2 separate regions of the Ovis aries genome follow, and region 2 is linked to region 1. Evidence: chromatin contacts called from public Hi-C data. All regions are on one chromosome and are shown on one strand. Each heading gives the region's core, a stretch centred on a gene start, on an enhancer-like site or on the middle of the called end of the contact. The rest is flanking DNA. Distances are from core to core; before and after follow the strand shown.

Region 1 (2,729 bases), core at 166-2,665:
ACTTAGATCAGGTAGAGAGAGACTTCTGCTCTGCGAGCAGGCCTATACCCACGCACAGCAGGAAGAAGTTACAGAAGAAAGAGACCTCCACCCCAATTCCCAAGAGATATCTTGAGTATGAAGTCTCTCAGAGGGGAGTTGTTAGGGGAAGAACACTGATTGAAGCCGCCCACCCTGGCCAGGCACCATAGTAACCATTTGCATGAGTTGTTTTATGACAGGAGATCCTGATAAGGAATATGGAACTAATATGCCACCACCAGCTGGAAGAGCTCAGGAAAGGTGGAAAGGAAACACCGCATGTCCGTCTACTTCCCAGAATCCCTCTAGCCAGTATCCATCTTGGCTGAGCGATGCGTGCACCACCAGGAAAGACTCTGAATTAGAATGATTGGCCAAAGACCACCCGGAAACTAATCCCATCACCATAAAACCCGAGACTGCAAGCCACATGGCAGAGCAGTTCTCCTGGCTTTACCCTACTGCTCTCCACCCAGGTGCCCTTTCCCAATAAAATCTCTTGCTTTGTGAGCACGTGTCTCCTCGGACAATTCATGTCCAAGTGTTAGACAAGAGCCCAGTTTTGGGCCCTGGAAAGGGTCCCCCTTCCTGCAACACTTCCTTTTCCTCTCCCTCCCTCCTTCTCTAAAAGCTCCCACTACAGAACTTTTTGGTACTGTGGGCAAAGAGTACAAGTATCTAACTCCCTTGCACCTCCTCTTTTCCCCAGTAATCCCAGGGAAAGGTCCAATATGATAATTGAAACACACACAACAACAACAACAACAACAACCACAACAACAAACCTTGAAGACACCTGGGTATTAATTTTCCATTGCTGCTGTAACAAATAACCACAAACTTAAGAGCTTAAAACAACACAAACCTAATTATCTACAGTGCTATAAATCAGAAATCTCATACAGGTCTCACTGGGGTAAAATCGAGGTGCTGGCAGAGCCACGTTTCTTCCTGCATACGCTGAGAGAATTTGATCCCTTGCCTTTTTCCAGCTTCTAGAGAACTCTCACATTGCTTGGCTTAAGGCACCTTCCTCTGTCTTCAAAGCATTCTTTGAGTCATTTTCCTAGTCTCATCTTCCTCTGACCACAGCTGTGAAAATGAAAACAGCTTTTTGCCCCTTTCCTGTTTGCCCATTTCTGTTCCCCTCTAACCTTACAAGAACCTAATTATAGGCATTAGGTCATTGAGCAATTGAAACTAACTCCTGACTTCTGTTTTCCTGAATGCACGCCATGCCTTACCTAACCTGTCAGTTTTTTCCTAGATAAAAAGAAGTATGGAAAGAAGAATTAAGTCATAAAAAAATGACTGGCTTTCTGCTCCCAACACCCACCTAAGGAATCCTGTAAGCAGATCACTTGGGAAATATAACATACGAAGACAGAGTAAGCCAGTCTTCACACAATGGAGAATGACTCAGATCCCAACATCCTGCCTCAATGACTCACTGAGATTTGCCACCCTCCTCTCTATTTTTCCCTTTAATAACTCATGGCTGAGCAGAATCTTTGGAGTTGCTCTCTGGACATGAGCCCACCTTCTCTAGGTTGCTGGCTTTTCTGATTAAAATGCCTTTCCTTTCTACTGACACTTGCCTCTTGAATTACTGACTTGAGCAGTAGACAACCAAACCTGAGTTCCATAATAGAAGCTTTTTTACTTGTAAGCACACATAAATTAAGTTGGAGTCACCTGGTTAACCTAGGATAAGTTCCCCATCTCAAGGTTCTGAACTTAATCAGATCTTCAAAGTGACGTTTGCTACGCAAGGTAACATATTCAGAGATTCCTGGTACATGGACACCTTTGAGGGGCTGTTATTCTGCCAACCATGATTTACATCCATGCTGGAAAATTTGAAGGCTACTATCTCTGGACCCTAAACTTGGGAACTTTCTTCTAGAGCTATGCAGGGGGACTCATTAAAGAGGTTTATGTTCGCCTTCTTGTGAAAGTGTGGAACATCTGGGCAATAATTTGAGAAAACCTGAACAGCTCATAATTTGGTGAAGGTAGGGCAGTGTCATTGAGGAGGGGCCACAACAAGCAAATCAGCAAGCAGATGAAAAACACAGTGGAGGGTGTTTCTCCAAGAAGAAACTGAACAGGCTGAGTTTCTGAATTGGGATGCTAAAGCAAAAGAAAACCCCCAGGAAGATTGTTCCCCTGTACACAGGATGTGCCACAAAGTTCTCTCACATATTATTCCAGAGAGGCAATGTAATTCCATTTAAAGTAATGAGGGCTATATCTGCAATACTAGATATTAAAACATATTGTAAACTGAAAAGAGTGAAAACAAGACATGGAAGGAAGTGAGAATAGACAGAGGCTGACAAGAGCTTAGCATAAGAAAAGTGTTATTATTATTTTTTTTTTGATGTGCTATCCCTATTAAGATTTGGGGCTATTTCAGTTTTCTACCTTTATAATTATTTCTTTTTTCTACATTTTTAAGAATAGGTCTGAATTATTATAAGGCAACATATATAGCATATTTTATAAAGTACAAAATCATATGGCAATCGTACCTACACAAATACACAAACATACATACGCAAATGTTGCACCTCACACTTTGATTAAATTAGAGAATTTGAGTATGGTTTTCTTTTATCTCACTTGTCAAATTTAAAGAATATTGAAGTATGTATAACATAAAAAAGGCAAGAAACAAAGTCTCCCATGGCTCAGAAGATTGGATT
Region 2 (2,700 bases), core at 102-2,601, 750 kb after region 1:
CTTATTCAATGAGTTTGCTCTTCGCAGCAGGTGGCAAAAGTATTGGAGCTTCAGCTTCAGCATCAGTCCTTCCAATGAATATTCAGCGTTGATTTCCTTTAGGATTGACTGGTAATTAACAATAATCTTTTGATGGTCAGATTACCTGCCCTTTGTTGTAAAATTTCTATATAACCTGGCTTTTCCCCTCTCCTCCTCAGAGCAGTTCTCTTAGGGTCACTTAAGATGCTGTCTGCAGGGTCTGAAGTCCTAAAACTTCCCACCGAATAAAAGAGAATTCTCATATTTTAGGTTGTGAATATTTTTAAAGTCAACAATAGAGTAGAAATATTCACACATTTCACGAAGCTTACCTTGTTCAGAACAAGAGGCGTTTGATATTCGAGTATTTCTACAGAATTTTGCAAGCAATTATTATAGGATATCTTCATTCCATCTATTCAGTACTAGCTAATGAGATAAAAATAGCAGCCTTTAATCAAGTCTGATGTAATTTTCTTTTACTATCATTGCCTTTAAAATAAGGACTGTAGCCTGAGGGCGCCTAAAAACGTGGCCAACGGCAAAAGGAAATGAGAGTATTTTAAACTCAGAACACTGGTTATAGAATTTGGGTAAAAATTTTCCTTATATGTAGCGGTAATAGGCCCTAACTTGTAGCCACAAGCATGGATTTTCAGCCAGAGAAGGAAGGAGAAAGGGAGTAGAAATTGGGGCGGGGGTGGGGATGGGGCACGGAGTGATGCCTTTCTTTTGTATAACAAGATCTCTCCATTTGAATAACAGAACATCAAGACAAAAAAAAAAAAAAAAAACCCTCCACTGTTAAATTCATACTAGGACATGAGACAACAACCAAGGTTTCTCCGTTGAAACAACTTTGCCACAAATTTAAGCTCAGTGTCTTTAATATAGTGATCCCCAGACCCAGATACACATTGAATCATCCGGGAAGGTTTAAACTGTACTGAAGGCAGGGAGCTACCCCGAGCTTGGGACGGGACTGGTCTGGGGTGCAGCCTGGGCATCAATCTATCTAAAAGCTCCCCCTGGGTCCTTTGGATGTGCAGGTACCGAGCGTTCGTCAAAGGACAGAAGACAGAGCTGTTCCAGACACCCGTCTGAGCTGACTGCGCTTGTCTGAGCTTCACCCGACGGTTCACCTCCTGCGGAACCTTCGCAGCCTTCCCCGCATTTACTCAGTGAAATGGTACAATGGTGGATCGCAGTCTCACGTAGTAGCTCCGTGACACGCTACACAATTCCTCTCCACCCTCCTACCGCCCGCCCCGCCCCGCCCCGCGGGCTCTGACTTCAGCTGCAATAGAGAAAGAGACAAACAGCCTCGCCAATAAACGACCGCTGCCACCGTTTCGCCTTTCTTTGACTAAAGAGCCAGAGCCTGCCTTTCGGAAACACAGACTGCGTAGGAACGAGGCTGCCATCTGGCGGTCATCCTGGGCTTATTACGGCGTCACTCAAAGAATGCAAATCCTACTTTCCCACATCAATGACAAGCTAGACACAGGCTTAAATATTACTGCGGTGGAAGGGCTCTGTAGTGACAGCAAAACCCGAAGCGACAGCAGAGCTAGCCCTTTCTGTAAGCCAAATGAAACACAGGCTCGCCTTCAAAATTTCCCTTCATCCACCTGTCTGCCTTCAAAAGTTCTTTACGGACTTTCAGGAAAGAGGTTAGCCCAAATGGAGAGTTTTCTTACCAAGAAGAACCTGGCCCAGCGTTTCTGAAGCTCAGTGTGCATTAGAATTACCTGCAGGGCTTGTAAAAGTCCAAATCTTTGGGCCCTGCTGTCTGAGTATCCCATTCAGCAGATTTGGCTTTGGCCTTGAGAATCTCTGCTTCCCAGGTGGTGCTAGTGGTAAAGAATCTGCCTGCCAAAGCAGGAGATCAAGAGACTCAGATTTGATCCCTGTGTTGGAAGGATCCCCTGGGGAAGGGAACAGCAACCTATTCCAGAATTCCAGCCTGGAGAATCCGATGGACAGAGAAGCCTGACTGGCTTACACAGTCCATAGAGTTGCAAAGAGCCGGTCAGGATTGAAGCAGTTTAGCACACAGCACACTGAGATTCTGCCTTCCTAACAAATTCCCAAGTGATACTGTTGGTCCGGTGACCATCCTTGAAGAAGCATTGGACAAACTGGCAAAGATCTCTTAATTCTTAACAGTTAGGAATCTAATAAAATCAGCAGTCCGCTGAGGAGACAAACTGGGTGAGGTATCCATAACCTAGAGCAGCAACCAGGGTCAAAAGAGACTGTTCCTAAATATCAGTGGCATAGCATCAGTAACCAAAAATACTGGCAAAGAAGTGATCTAAATGAGAATTGGACAAAAAATGTCTCTCCATTGTTTTTGCCCACTGTCCCCTGGGGGTCTCTGAAAATATTCCCTGGTCTATTACCTAGATACCAAATCATACCAATCCATTTAGTTCAGGGGGGAACAGACCTGATTTGAAAGCCAAATTGACAAGCTACAATAGACTTCAAACTGAGGGTATTATACAGGCATAAGATGACGAGACATATTAGACTGCATTCCAATACCGCCATCTAGTGGACTTTTCTTTTATATCTAACACTAAAAGGGAGGTTTAGTTCAGTTCAGTCCGTCTCTTTGCGACCTCATGGACTGCAGCATGCCAGGCTTCCCTGTCCATCACCAACTTCTGGAGC

The links. Hi-C and Micro-C count contacts between places; a contact is called where the count stands out from the background.
Region 2: a contact with region 1 is called in a Hi-C map of muscle, with 5 times the contacts expected there. The contact joins two enhancer-like sites. A contact is called at or near these places in 4 of 16 Hi-C or Micro-C datasets (hypothalamus, muscle, skin fibroblasts and 1 more).

What each region holds. Positions count from the first base shown.
Region 1 is chr2:129,207,701-129,210,429 of ARS-UI_Ramb_v3.0, forward strand. No RefSeq gene overlaps it. Among named protein-coding and RNA genes, the nearest start is that of UBE2E3, 270 kb to the left of the region's middle. Within about 2 kb of position 1,416, at least 3 of the 54 cell types and tissues checked have an H3K27ac peak or open chromatin away from gene starts, as enhancers often do.
Region 2 is chr2:129,956,135-129,958,834 of ARS-UI_Ramb_v3.0, forward strand. No RefSeq gene overlaps it. Among named protein-coding and RNA genes, the nearest start is that of TRNAS-GGA, 57 kb to the left of the region's middle. Within about 2 kb of position 1,352, at least 17 of the 54 cell types and tissues checked have an H3K27ac peak or open chromatin away from gene starts, as enhancers often do.